Regions from separate parts of the Macaca mulatta genome. Here region 2 is linked to region 1. Evidence: chromatin contacts called from public Hi-C data. All regions are on one chromosome and are shown on one strand. The core of a region is the stretch at or near the end of the contact, and the rest is flanking DNA. Distances in the headings are between cores, read along the strand shown. Region 1 holds the start of SETD9 (SET domain containing 9). Region 2 holds the start of MIER3 (MIER family member 3).

Evidence for each region. Hi-C and Micro-C count contacts between places; a contact is called where the count stands out from the background.
Region 2: a Hi-C map of liver shows a contact between it and region 1, with 2.7 times the contacts expected there. The contact joins the promoter of MIER3 here to the promoter of SETD9 in region 1. A contact is called at or near these places in 2 of 14 Hi-C or Micro-C datasets (fetal cortex germinal zone and liver).

The regions. Positions count from the first base shown.
Region 1 is chr6:64,720,140-64,727,847 of T2T-MMU8v2.0, reverse strand. It overlaps SETD9 (SET domain containing 9), which reads right to left and starts at 3,199. Exons shown (of 6, transcript NM_001194171.2): 1 at 2,718-3,199; 2 at 926-1,293. The coding sequence starts at 2,815.
Region 2 is chr6:64,765,339-64,773,046 of T2T-MMU8v2.0, reverse strand. MIER3 (MIER family member 3) reads left to right here and starts at 4,992. Exons shown (of 13, transcript XM_078004745.1): 1 at 4,992-5,111; 2 at 6,809-6,833.

The DNA.
Region 1 (7,708 bases), core at 1,950-4,449:
AGGTTATTTGTACAGCAGGAAACTGAAACTCCCTTGCTTGGGGATGTAAAATTAGAAAACAGGAGAATGAATTTTTAAAAACCTGGGTCTGTCTGACTCAAATATTCACACACACACTTTCCACTATACCAAATAATATAATGTTAGTTTAACACATAACGTAGTCTATTTAGCATCTAGTAAATGATCTTGTGCCAAGAAATTGCCTACTTTTCAAGTGTAGAAAGGGCAGGAAGGTCTTTATTCGGTGATTTATGGGTTTAAACGCTATCTTTTACGTTTTGATCTGTACCAATTTTTTTTTTTTTTTGAGATAGAGCCTAACACTGTCGCCCGGGCTGGAGCGCAATGCCACAGTCTCCGCAACCTCGGCCTCCCGGGTTTAGGTGATTCACCTGCCTCAGCCTACCAAGTAGCTGGGATTACAGGCGCACACCACCACACTCGGCTAATTTTTTGTATTTTCAGTAGAGACAGGGTTTCACTATGTTGGCCAGACTGGTCTCGAACTCCTGACCTCGCGATCTGCCCGCCTCGGCCTCCCAAAGTGCTGGGATTACAGGCGTTAGCCTATCCATACCATTTTTATTTTTAGCTATCAACTAACCAAACTGACACGTTTCTCTAGTGCTTTTTAAGTAATTTGTCAAAGTGGGTCATACTATGTTCTAAATTTAAACACTGACAGGAAAGCTTTCCTTGAAAGAAAAAGTGCATTTATCCCAACGAATACTCCAGGATACTTTCTAACATATAACAATTTACAAACAGTTAATTTCCGAATTAGAATTATAAAAATCTATGGAAACTCAAGTTTCCAATTTAATACCTTACTCTAAGGATTGCAAGGCTGGGTATTTTATTGAACTTATATTTATCAATACATAAGAGGCTTGGCAAAGTATAATATTAATCGTGCTGTTACCAGGATACATAGATACGACTGCGCCTTTTGGTACCAATCCTTTCGTAACGAAGACACCTTTTCCAGCAGAAATCAATGAGCTAGTTGCTTGGGCAACACTGAAACCCAGAGTCTTGTAAAGAATTTCTTCTGGCTTAAAGGTACTTTGCTGTTGATGTCTGTTTTCAAGCAGTTTCACCCCTTGATGTTCAACTGCCAGTAGGTCTTGATATTTTGATTTAACAGATTCTGGAAGCATAGTCAAGATTTCTGGTTGTTTATTGAAATCATTTAAGAATAGAGCCTGGAAAACTTTCAGTAACGTTCCTAGGACATCTTCATCTGAGATAACTTTGTCTTTGGATTCCTCTGGAACATACCGGAGGGTCCTGAAAATGGGAAAAGTTTCTATTCACTACCCTTCAACTGGTAAAAGCCAAACTTATCTGCATAATTTTTGGGTTCTTGGCCTTAAGGAACTATAAGCTTATTCTCATGTGTGTGAAGGGCTGGGAACTAAGTTCAGAAAAGAATTGTTTGGGGGAGTTCTAGTTAGCTAACTCCCAACACTTCCCACCCAAGCAGCCAGTAATTATGAAAGACCCATTCTATACCATACGCTGTGGGGTCCTTACATTATTCCATTTTTGCAGACAAGGAAAGCAAAGTTGTTAAGGAACTTGCCCAAGGTCCCAAAGCCAGTAAGTGGGAGAGCCAGAGGCAGAAAGTAAGTTCAGCTCTTTCCCGTACTACACCCAACAGCCAAGCTGAATGTCATCACAATGACAATGAATGACCTCACATTAAATTGCTTTTTAGAAATGGCCTTGTAGATTCAAAGACAAATTCAACATCGTATACTTTGTGACACTCTCTCCAGGAGTACTAACGTCTTCAATGACTGCATCTCTTATTTCCATAATCATTATCTTTTTGTACTAACTGCATTATTTTTACTTGAACAAAAAAGTTGTAATTCCCGCCTCACGGTTCCGTAGTCATGATACAACTGATCTCCTGTTTCCCTAGTATGCAACCTTCGGGAAAGGGCTTTGTTTCCCTATTTTTCGGACACTGACTTCAGGGACGCCCGGTCGGCCTCTTTGGTGAGCACGGTGTTGAGATGATCACTGGTGAGCCCTCAATAACGCTTGCGGGACGCACCCCAATCCGAAACCCACCATCCCGACTTGCTTTTGAGTGGCGTTCTGCCCGTTCTTAACGCGCGAGCTACTCCACGCTATTCTCACAGCCGGGACGGGCTTCTTTAACCACGTGAAGTACTTGTATGAACTATGAAAATAAACCCTGGTTTGGCTTTTCTGAGGAAATTCAAGCACCTAATTAAGGCTTGGTGGAGAAAAAGCCACGCACTCTCACGCGGTAAGAGCGGTCTTTTAAAAAAGTTTCCATTTTTTCCCCAGATACAAGGTCCCTAGTCAGTGCGGAACGCAATACAAAACAGGAGACACCTCCGGCTGGCGAGCCCTGCCTCGCGGGCCCGGCAGCGCGGCGGACACTGGGAAACAGGACATAGGCCCCGCCCACCTGAAGCCACCGCCCACTTCAGGCTTCCAGCTCGCCTCTGACTCCACCAGCCTCGGCCCCGCCCGCTTCTGGCCCAGGGTCCTTAAACCCCTCCGCGGCCTCAGTCCCCGCCCACCCGGCCCGCCCACCTCAGTCCCTGCCCTCCCTGGCCTGCCCATAGCAGACCGGCAGTCCGCTTCAGGCAGTCCGCCTCGCGTCCCGCGGCCGTGGTGGCGTCTGGGAACTGAAGGCAGGCGCCCTTCGTTCTGCCGTCCCGCCCTCTCACCTCGGGTTGTGGCTTAGGTTCAGCGCGATCCAGGGAACGAAGCGGTACTTGTAACGGCCCCATCGCTGCCACAGGCCCCGCAGCAGACGTCCCGGCATGGCTGCCCCGCGGGGCCCTGACCAGGACGGCGCGGGGAAGGCGGATCGAGGCCTCGGGCCCGTCCCGGACTGGGAGGAGCGAGGACCGCGCTCGGCAGCCTTCCCCTGGCTCCGCCCTCAGTGTCCCTGGCACCGCCTGACTTCTGTTGCTCTGGGGCTCCGTCCTTCCCCTTTCCTGACCTCTACCTCTGAATGAGAGGCGCGTAGAGCTGGAAGGAGGTCCCCTGACCCCTTTTTCTTTCTCCAGTCAGTCGGGTGTTTCCGTGGGCGCACACAGGCGCTAGCCCTGGTTGCGGGCGAAGGGTCACCGGGCCTCAGGGGCCAACTCGCCCCCGAGACCGCATCCCGGGAGCGGACCGCCTGGTTTCTCTGTCACGGCGGTCTGGCCTGCCCTTTGTCCTGGCCGCGCTCTGTGTTCCATCCTCCGTCCGCCTGAGCTCTGCCTCTTCCTCGACGTTCTCTCCCCCTCTCTTCGTGGCCCCCGAGCAGTCCGACTTCGGGAACCCGAGTTTCAGCCCTCCCCGACAGCAGCCCTTCTCCTGCGTGAACCCGTGTTCCCAAAGTTACCAGTTTGGGCGTTTTGCGAATATATACACGTAAAAGAACGAAATGTCATGATGCCCTGTTTTCACTCGTTTTTCTCTTTATTCACCCCAAAGGCAAAACTACGTGGGCAAATGTTTCTGAAAAACAGCTTTATTGAGGTATGGTTGGGATACAATGAACTGCACGTATTTAAAGTGAACAATTTGATAGGTTTTCGACACCAAAACCAAGATAGGGATCCAGCCCCTCCCCCAGTCCCCAAGCAACCACTGAGATGCTTTTGTCCTTTTAATATGGTCTTGGATTCAATTTGGAAAAGTTTTGTCTAGAAGTGTTGCATCTGGGTTCATGAGAGATATTGTTCCGTAGTTTTCTTGTAGCGTCTTAATCTGGCTTTGGTATTTAGGCTAATGTTGACCTCAGAGGATGAGGTGGGAAGTAGTCTGTCTCTAGGTGAAATTTAAGAGGACCTTTACGACTGCTCCTTGTCAAGGCAAGATGCATGCACACGCACACACATATTTAGAACATGTTTGGACAAAGTTCACTTTTAAGGGGGGCAAACTACAGGAATCCCTTAACCATATTCAAATCACCAAGTGTTTATTGACAGATAAATACGTTGGTATCATTTCCTCTATTCTTTGCCTGAGAGCGAGGTTGGATCCTAAACAGTAGTTGAAATTGAACGGCTCAGATCTAATAAAAACTCAGCCAAGGCCGGGCGCAGTGGCTTACGCCTGTAATCCCAGCATTTTGGGAGGCCGAGGCAGGTGGATCACCTGAGGTCAGGAGTTCAGGACCAATCTGGCAAACATGGCGAAACTCCGTCTTTACTAAAAAAACAAAAAAACAAAAACAAAAACAAAACCAAAAATTAGCCGGGGGCTTGGTGGCACGTGCCTGTAGTCCCAGCTACTCAGGAGTGTGAGGCAGGAGAATCGCTTGAACCCGGGAGACGGAGGTGGCAGTGAGCCGAGATCCGCCACTGCACTCCAGCCTGGGTGACAGAGCAAGAGTCCGTCTCAAAAAAAAAAAGAAAGAAAAAAAAAAGCCAATTGCCAGTAGCTGCGGGACTAATTTGTTCTATTCTGAAAGAAATAAAGAGAAAAAGTATCCACCAGTGTCTCTATTTCATTCATATCGTATAGAATGTTAGCAAACTCTAGAGGCTTTTCTATCAGACTCTGTGTTTGATAATTTGGCATAATCTAGATTTACCTGACTTGATAAATGGAGTCAATTCAGTTCCAGGATGTATTAATAAGTGGCATACAAGAAAGTTTCTTTATAGTCTCCAAACTTAGTAAAGAACCCAAAAGAACTACTTTAATCTTTACCTATGGTAATGTACTTGTCTCAAAAAAGAAAATAAATCAGTTTTTGTGTATTTTTACAGTGTTTTTTGTATTTATGGTATTAAAATTAAATTTTGGTTAGGTAAGTAATTAATGAAAACCTTTTTCTAGTTTCTTAAAGTAGGTTATTAGGTCACTAATTTTAATCTTTTCTTCTTTTCTGACGGAAGCATCTAAAGTTGTACAAATAGAAACATGGTAGCTAAAGCTCAAGTCACCCTTAACCAAACTCTATACCTTGTGCTTCCACCAATCCTGGTCCTTGGCGCTTCTCAGAAATGATCAGACTGGTGTGTTTTCTGCCAGTTTTATTTTTATGTATTTACATACCTGCGTATGTTTTTATAGAAAATACATAGTATTTTGTGAGTATTGTACTCACAAAATACTATAAGGATCCACAACTTCTTTGATTTACTCAAAAATACTTCTTGAAGATCTACCCTTATTGGTTTGTGTAAGTCTACTGCATTCTTCTAGTTTTGAGGTTTTGCCTTCAAGTTTAGTATTTACTGTTATTTTCTGGTAGGTATACTTTATGAAGTTTTTTAAAGTTCTATTTTTGACTTTCCAAAAATTTTTTATTGTTTTAAATTTTAAATGAATGATAAATATCAAATACTTTTCTCTGTTTATTGAGATGACCATATAGTTTTTATTCCTTTATTCATGTAGTGAATGATGACACATTGTCAAATGTTGATCTGTCCTTGGATTTCTGACATAACTACTGAGTTATGAGTACCTCTTTGGTCAGATCCTGTAGGTTTTAACATATGCTATTGTCATCCCACATTATTTTGAAGTATGTTTTAAAATTTTTTAGATAGCATTTGCCTGTGAAAACATCTAGGCTTGTAATTTTCTTTCATAATGAATTCAACTTATTTTAAAGATACGGGACTATTCATAATGTCTGTTTCATCTTGTGTTGTTTGGTAAGTTATATTTTTATGGAATTTGTTCATTTCGTCTAAATTGTCAAATATCTTGGTATAAAGTTGTTTATAAATACCGTCTTACTAGCCTTTTAATGTCTGTATGATCTGTTGTAATAGCCCATTTTCGTTCCTGATTTTGGTGGTTTGTGTTCCCTTCTTCATCAGTGTAATTGAGGGTTTGTCAATCTTCAAAGAAACAGCTTTTGGCTTTATTACTTTTCCCTGCTTAATTTTTATTTTGTTGACCTCTGTTCTTGTCTTTTTTCTTTCTTTTTTTATTTTTAGTGATGGGGTCTCACTATGTTGCCTGAACTGGTCCTCAAGTGACCCACCTGCCTATGCCTCCCAAATCATTGGAATTACAGGCATAAGTCACTGTGACCAGTCATATTCTTATCTTTAGTATTTTATGTTTTCTACTTACAGTGGGTTTATTTTTCTCTTCTTTTTCTAGTTTGTCAGAATAAAATATTAGGTCACTGATTTTGGTCTTTCCTTCTTTCATTTCTATAGAAGCATCTAAAGTTATAACTATCCTTCCAAGCATTACTGTAGCCAAATCTCAGGAATTTTGATATGTTGTATTTTCATTATCATTCAGTACAAAATATTTTTAAAATTTCTTTGTGATTTATGTTTTTAATCCATGAAATATTTAGAAATGTGTTTTTAATTTCCAAATATTTGGGATTTCTAGATATCTTATTGTAACTGGTGTTTAGTTTAATTCTGTTGTGTCCGAAAACATGAATGAGTTCAATTCTTTTAAATTTATTGACTTGTTTTATGTCCCAGCATGCACTCTATCTTGGTGAATATACCATGTTCAGGTAAAAGGAATGTGTATTCTGTAGTTGTTGGGTTTAGTGTTCTATAAATATCAAGTAGGTCATTGGTTCATAGTGTCTTTTAAATCATCTGTGTCTTTATTGATTTACATAACATTTTAAATACAGATGAATGAAGAATGACAAATTGACAGTTTTATAATATATCATAGATAGCAAGCAAAAGATTGGCCATGATGGGCATGGAGATGTGCTGCTATCCAAAATTACTCTCTTCTTCTGACTCTTTTTCCCACTTCCTGTTGTTTCCAGTTTCCCCAAATAATTTACCCAATTGAAGATAAGAATGTATGTGCTGTGTTTTTCCATTTAAAGCCCATTTATGCTATAAATTACAAAAATACTGTGTAGGAAAAATGTTCTTTTTTGAAAAAAGGTATAGCTCACTGCAGCCTCCAACTCTTGGGTTCAAGCAATCCTCCCTCCTTATCATCCCCAAGTAGCCAGGATTACAGGCACACACCACCATGCCTGGCTAATTTTTTAATTTTTAATTTTGTAGAGATGGGGTCTCACTATGTTGCCCAGGCTTGTCTTGAACTCCTGAGCTCAATCAGTCCTTCTGCCTCGGCCTCCCAAAGTGCTGAGATTACAGGCGTGAGGCACAGCACCTGGCTGGTAAAATCATCTTTAACATCAGTGTCCTAAATATCTATAAATAGGGCATGTATGCCTGCACAGATTATAACTTCCAGAGCTCAAAATGAGATTAACTTGATTTTTAAATAATTTATTGAACTCCTACTATGTCCCGAGCTCTAGTGCAGGAGACAGATACTAAACACATAAATAATGTCAGACAGTGACTAATGCTGTGAAGAAAATAAGGCAGGATAATGAGAAGAGAGTGGGCTGGATATCTTATGTAGCCTTTCCAGAGCCACTGTCCACACCCTGGGGGATTGACTGGCTTGCACAACAACAAGGTCCCTTGTCTTCCTGCTTCCAAGTGGATTCGACCAGTGGAGAGCACTGGCAGGGAACTTCAAAAATAGAGGAGAGTGAGGTGCTGGTCTCTGTGTACTGGCTGTATCCCAACCTAAGATGCTCTCCATGTAGTCTTCTGTGTTTCCGGGTTTCATTCAGGCCTATGGATGGTAACAGCACTCTATTAATTGCCAACTCCATGGTTCTATACAATCTCCCTGTGGTTTCCCTTCATTCTGTCCATGCTGTTACACAATTATTTTCAAATGTCTT
Region 2 (7,708 bases), core at 3,743-6,242, 43 kb before region 1:
TCAAAATAAGAATTAATATCCTTCTTAGAACTGAAAAGTGAAATCAGACTTTTCAAGTCAGACTTGGCAGTTTGGTTTGACAATGGGGACAGAGTTTGCTTGTCAGGTTATGTGGCAGACATTTTCCACAAGTGAAATATTTAGGTCTCCGGTCCAAGGCTTTGACAAAAATGTATTTAAAACATGTGATAAGATATAAACATTTTATTTAACAAAACTGTATATGTAAGAGAGTCTTAAAATTAAGAGTACTCCCATTTTCCTTCCCTTTTCTGAGCCTGTTGAGTTAAACAATTGCCTCTACGTGAAACAGTACAATTAATAGTCATTTGATAAGTCTTGGCAAAGGCTTTTTTTCGTAACCTTCATCAAAATTGAAGTGAATTATAGTGATGAGCTATAAGAGCTTTGTAAACAATCCTTTTTCAAGTCAGGGAGCTTTTAACTCTTAGCTTCCAGCAAAGTTGAAGGAACACATTGAAAACACCAGTGTATAGATCATTAAAAATAATGTTTGATAGAAGATCATAACATGATGTATTACTAAGGAGATCAAAACTGGGCAATGGTTTAGTAACAAAACCCTTCCATTCCTATCTACTTGTGTATGAATATGGTTTCTCAAATCTTACTTCTATACAAATAAAGACTAAGAATAAAATTGATGTTAGACTCTCATTCTAGCAGTAAGTAATATTCATCCATGGGTACATGAATTAATTTTTTAAAGATTCTATTCATCTTATCAATAGATTGATTTCCAATGCAATTTTTGTTCAAAAAGCTTTACTCAACACTTGTTAAATACATGTATTTGTTTAGATCAAATGCAAATGAGTAGTAATTGTACTGGTAATTCAAACTGGAGGAAAAGTATTTCTCTTTACTATCAATTTACAAGGATATTTTTGTTGCAGATAAAGATTGTAGGGTATCAACAAAAGACTTCTAAGCATAAAGCATATTACACTTCTTTGGAGAAAGTAGAATGGGAATATGAGTTCAAGGAGAAAAAGGAATCATGTAAAATTTCATACCATTAAAGAAACATGTTTATGTCTTTTTAAAATAATAATGAATTATCAAATTGTTATGGTATTTAGATTCCATTGCATACATTTTAAGTGTTATATAATGGCTTTATTTTTAAACGACCATCATTACAAAAGGTAAGTATATCCTTTGCAGCTATTTAAATTTATAATGACAAAATTAGAAGTCAATTAGAAAACATGAGAAAGGATACAGTTATTACAAATTCTTTTGAGGATGTTCCTGCCTTTAAAGCCATTGAATTGGAAGTTCCAATCGGGTATGCTTGCACAGGTATGTCAGCCTGATGGATCCATCTCATTTTAAGAATGGCCCTGACTCATGGGCTGGATAAATGTTCATGTCTATGGACCAAGTTCCCTTCTTAGAAATGAACTGAAATCTCTTTTGAACTGTGAGAACTCTCCCTTTTTTTAAAGTTACCATGCAGATCTTTCTTTTGTTAACAATCTTTGTTTAGGCAAAACTTATTATGATCAATTAGCTTTCTCAGAGAGTGGCCATTTATTCCAACAAAAAATATTTAATTGAATATCACACAGGAGAAGTGGATAAATTCAGAAAAATGCAAGTAGTTTGGTCTGATGCTGGGTCTAACTGTTGGCATTACAGTCTTATAAGCTATGCTGAGAAGTAATGCTAAGATGATGTTCTAGATCAGAGTTTGCAAACTGGAAGCTCCCAGGTTAACCATGATTTACTTAATATGATCTATTCGATCTACACTGTGTTTAAATTTTTTGAAAATTAGTTGACAAAATTTTACAACCAGGAGATTTCACATAAAAATTCAGTTTTCCAGCTGTTCTTGGAAAATTGAAACTGGAAACATTGGGCCAATCAGCTGAAACTGGCTCACATAGTACATAGTGGCTTCCCTGTTTAAGTAGGACACATGTCTCCAAATTTGCTATTACTTCAGCATTTGTCTACACTAGCCTGCTTCACTCATTCATTATGCCTTCCTGACTACTATGGGCATTTGAGTTTGAGACATTAACTTTGGATAGTTTATTATTTTCCAGTGGGTTAGATGGAATCTGCAGAAGCCTAAATATCTATGTTGCATTACTGTGGCCACATTAACTGCTTTCAGTAAGTCATGCATTCTTATTGTGCCCTCAACTTTCATACACAGTTACCAAAAGAAACAATGTTGTAAAAGCTGCTGGTGCATTTGGGGACCTGGTGGAGGCTGTTTCCCTCTGCATTACTGTATCTATGTAGTGCAGACAAGACATTTCTTTTAAAGTGTTCTGAAAAAAGTTTGTTTTCATCGAAGAATTTGTATATTTTTTCTACATTTGTATGCTTCTCCAATGAGAAGCAAGCAACTGATTACATTCACCTTTTTCGCTTTGGCTGCCAGAAAGCTCTACATTTATGGCTTAACTATTGTATTGTGTCACACCTCATAACTTGCATATCCTTATTCTTATTTTTTCTGTGGTGGTAACCTCCTAGTCTAGTTTCGTTGGTCCTCATTTTTTATATTTATACTTGTTTATTTTATTGTATGAATTTACTGGAAGCCTCTCAAATTACATGTTTATAAATAAACCTTTCTGATTTCCTTTCTAAAGATGGTTGGAGGATCTATGACATTTTGGTTCTCCTTAGGAGGTTACTATGGTTTTTAGTTTTCCTTGCTCACGTATCCATTTACCACCTGTAGAAATTACTTAGCCTGTAAGCTTTTGGGGGACAAGGACATTTTTATGGTGGTCCCACAGTGCCCAGCATCTAGTACTTTCTATATAATGCCCTCTGTTGCATAGTGACAGGATAATAAAAGTAAAAAGCAATAGTATTTTAATTTCAACTCCTTGGGACAAAAGGATTTTTAATCTGTACTGACTCCTGAAAGTCTTGTCAATCAGAAAAAATGAGAGCTCCATCTACATACAGTAGACTTTACACACTTTATCATAAAAGAATGTGTTATGTAAGACTGGGTGGTAAACTTTCTCCAGTGATCAGGTGGGGGAAAGTAGTTCTGCTTCCTTTAACTGCTAATTAATGTAGCTTCATTTATCTTTGTCTGAATCCTTATTTAATACCATGGACTCAGACTCCCTACACTATGTACTACAATAGGGAGCACATAAGCATCGAAATTACAAATGCCTATACAAAATCTTTACAATTGAATATAAAGAGAGTCTACAGAAACACTACTAGATTTATGGCAGTGAATAAATCTGTGTATATTTCAATTACGGCAAAACATATAATCTAAGACTACATTTATAGTTTGGATTAGCCAAGTTTGCTGGGAAGAAAATGTTTTTCCCAATGTAATGTATGAGGCAGGTTGTTGGAGACACTTTCTCGACGTGGCTCAGACTGTGGTCCAGCTGCTCAGAGCACTGTTTCATGGCTCTGTCCACAGGGTGTGCTCACTGCCTCATTTCTAAAGTTATTCACTTGTACTTAATTTCAAGCCATTTTTTTTTTTTTTTTTTACTTTGAAAACTCTGAACGCCTCATTGAGGAGAATACATACAATGTGTGCCAAGGTCTGGTTTCAAAGTTCAGCTGTTTTTGAGTTATTTGACTGGACAAAAGGTCGAAAGATATCTTTCACAGCAGGGAAAGTGTAATTTTCCATGTCTTTATGATGTTTAGAAATAGTTGGAGTGATTTTCCCTAAAATTTCCATAAATAAATAACTTTTACCCGTGGTATAAGCTTGATTTTGAGATGCCTTGGCAAAAAATTTGAAAATAACCCTCTCCCTACCTCCAGTCTCCAGCCTCATCCACAGTAGGCGCTCCAGCAATAAGGGAATTGGAGGGACCCCAGGTTAAAATCAAGACCTTTCATGTTTGGATTAAAAGTATAAAGTATGAAAAGTTCTGGCTTCTAAAAAACTTGTCTTTATCATTTAATATTATGTATGTTTTAGAAAAAAGCTGGAAGAGCTCTGGTGTCTGAGATCACTCTCTCCAAATTCCTGTAGGGTCCTGCTATAATTCCTGATTGAGTTTGCATCTCACTTATCCTGTACCTTACAGCCGACTTTCTTTTCCACAGATAAAACTGGCCTCCCACTTCAGGACAATGTGTCCTCTGAAATTGCTAGGGCAACTCCATACCTTACTTTAACTGCAGGACCTAACTCTCCAATCAGCCGTTAGCGTATATTTTTGTGTACTTGGCTCAAAGGCTTTCAGTGTGGATGTGGCCCTTCCAGAGAGTAATCTCCCCCAATGAAGAGCAAATGGTCATAAGGCACATGTAGGAGCAGGTATTCCTGTTAAGCCTTATGCTCCGTCTTTCACCCATCCACTTGCACAGGGGACTAGTTTCCTTTTATGATCCTACCCAAATGTTTGGCCTTTTTGGAGAGGTGAGGGAAGTGGGGGGTAGAATTTTTGAGACTCAGTTCAGGGCCTTTCATATGCTGTTTCCGTCCTTCAACAGATGTATCAAGTATCTCTGGGTCATCCCCTAAGACACACTGGTGATGAACAATTCCTAGAACTGGTCTAATTTTTTTTCGTAACAGGACAGTTTATATTTTTTGGGCATCTTCTTGAACTGTACAAGTATGTTCAGCATCATTTCTCTGCCCTGTCGATCTTTTGTCTTTTCTTCTGTGCTGTCAATAACCTGTTTGGCAAATGTCTACTTCCATTGTCCACTCCGTAAGCCAGTGTACACCGGTCTCCATCTCCCATTCCTGCAGGTCTCTTCGTGGAAATGGCAAAGTGCCTGACTGTTGTCCTCTCATTGTGGACTGACTCTGCCATCCACCAGCCTCTTCTCCCATTTCCCAGACTTCCTCCCACGTCTATTTCATCGATCACCTCCTCCTCTTAGGGAAGTTGAGTCTGTCGAGTTCCCCTGCACATCTCCTGCCAGTCCAAATTTCCTGCCCGCACGCCCTCCCGCGCCGCGGTGTCTGTGGGTCGGTCCCCAAACGCGCCCGCCGGCTCTTGGGCCTCCACTGGCTGGACGTGGGTCTGTCCCGCGCCCGTGCGTCCGTCCGTCCCCCACTTGCCTCCAATTCCGCAGGAACTTTACTCCAGCCGGGAGAAGGACCGTAAGCGCGGGTGCGCGTCTGGCCGGCTGCGGCGGGCACGCGGGTGGCGAGGGGCGCCAGGCAGTGTGGGCGTGCGAGCGGGCCGGGGGCGTCGCGGGCCGCCCTGCCCTATAAGGGGCCGTGCCGCCTCCGCCGCCGGGCGGGTGCCGGGCGGACCGCGGCGGCGGCGGCGGCGGCGGCGGCGGCGGCTGCGATTGGCTCAGGCGCCCCATCCGGGGACTGGGCTCGGCGCTGCTCGTTCGCCCTAAAGGTACCAATATGGCGGAGGTGAGCAGGGAAACCGGGCAGGAGCAGCCGGGCTGGAACGGGCGCCCGGCGGCTCCCCGCGGCCCCCGAGCCAGCCTGGGGGATCCGGGGCTCTTTCCGCGGCCCCATGAAGGGCGGCGTGGCAACGCGGGGGTCGCGGGGCGGCGACTGGCCGCGGCGGGGCCGGCCGGGGGGCGGGAGCGGGCGCGGGAGCGGTCTCCCTCCGGGACTAGGCCGCGGCGGCTCCGGCCCCGGTCGGGCCGGGCGACGGAGCCGGACGGAGGTGGCGGCCGGCGGCAGCGAGCCCTGCCCCAGGGACGGGGCAGTGCCGTGCCCCCGGCCGCTGACGCGGGCCGCCGGCGCCTCCGCGCCTCTTCCCGGGGCCCGGGTGGGTGTAAACCGGCCGAGCCCCCCCTCCGCGGCCGGATCGCAAAGAGGGGAGCGGGCTGCGCCACTGCCCTGCGGGAGTCGTGCGCTGTGCCCCCGGCCCACCGGGCCCGGGCTGCGGCGCGAAGGAGCCGCACGCTTTACTTTGCTGGGGGCGCGGAGAAGAGCGGGATGCGCGGCCACCGGGCTTCGCTGAAGAGCGGGACTCCCCGCCCCGTAGCCCGGGAGGTGCGGGCGCCCCTGGGGTTAAAGGGCAGACCGAGACCCTCAACGCCCTCTCCAGGAGAGAGGCTTGATAGCCCCAGTTTACTCTGGGCTGGAGGAAAGAAGGCTGGGCAAGCGAAGCTGCCCCGGCCATGTCCCCCGGGACTGGTGAGCTGGGGGGAGGGGGCGTTGTGGCAGGAGCCCCTAGGCTGGAGCTCGCCGGGGCTGGAGGCGCGCTGGCGGTCCAGGGAGGGACTGAACACTCGGAAGGAGCCAGCATCCCTGAAACTAAGAGGAGCTGCATCTCTGGACTCGGGAGAGAGGATGGGGGGCTCGCGCTTTGGTTTGGGGGCGAGTGTCCGATTCGAGCTGGCCTGTGCTCCAGGGGAAGAGATCGGCCTCGGAGTTGGGGCTCCCGGGCCCCAGGGGCAGACTGGGTGCTCAGAACGCGAGTTCATTCCAGAAAAGGGTGTTACGTTTCGAGTTGCTTGGGGCTTCGGAGAGCCGGGCGGGATTTGGGGGACTCCGGAGATGCCAGGGATGGGGGACTGATGGTGCGAGCCGACTGCTCTGGGTTTTGCTTCTCCGCTTTTTAACTTGCTGAGCTCCAAGAAGCGACTTGGAGTTGCCTCTCAGACTCCGGGCTTAGTCCCGGGTCTGTGAGTTTGTACACTGGGGACTCGGGGAGGAAGGCGAGGCAGCCAAGAGGGGGCCCGAAAGGGGCCGGGAAAGATTGGAGCGAAGCTACGTCTTGCACTTTTGGCAGCTGCGGTGGAGCGCTCGACTCCGCCTCCTCTGCGCCCTGTTGCCGACGCTGCCTCTTTCCCCGGCTGCGGGATCTAATCTCACGTTTTCTTCTCTCTCTCCTAGGCTTCTTTTGGAAGTTCGAGCCCAGGTTTGTCCTATTTTCTTACCTCTTCAGTGGTTCCTAGTGGGTAATGTGGGCTCAAAGATCTGTTGCTAAATGATTCCCCACAGAAATGTATCTTGAAGGTTTTTGTTCATTGATTTTTAAGAGTTTCAATGTGCATTTAGTAGTTAAGTTTGGGGAAGGAACAGTTATACTGTTCTTTGTTGTTTTCTCTTGCATGTTGGAAAGGTAACTGTTACAAAGCTGCTACGACAAGCGTTCTTTTAAGTAATATGGCTTTAATTATTACATATCTTATTTTTTCTCCGAGCCTGAAACAGTTAATCCCAAATTAACTTGACACCAACTTTAGCAATTTAGATTTTAATTTCGGCTTTTTCGAGAGACTTAATTTGTCAGAACTCTGGGACTACTTTACTAACCGTAACTCCTCATCTCCTCTTACTTTGTTTCTTTTTCATAATTAAATGTCTATGAATTGTGTTAAAATTGGAAGTTGAGAGGTAAAGCTATCTTAAAATAAAAAAAAAACTTCCAAGTTCGTCACAGAAAAATGATGATTTCGACTTCTGAGCTGAGACAATCTTAGATCATCTAGTACGGTGTTTCTTAACTTTCTTGAGGTCAGAAACCCCTGTGAGGATCTAGTGAAAGCAAGGGATGCGTCCCAGAACTCTGCACATATGCATAATTACACACAATCTGGGGTTTGTAGAATTCCTGAAGCAGGTCCTTGATAAGGACCTTTCCTCATGTGCTAATCATGTAAGGATATCTTTGTTTCAGTTTCTCATCCCCTTTCTGTTTACCTCCTCGCTCTCCTCCCTCTCATAGTCTACAGCAAAAGCACCTCTGGACTGGTCCAACTCCATTATTTTACACTTGAGGAGACGTTTAAA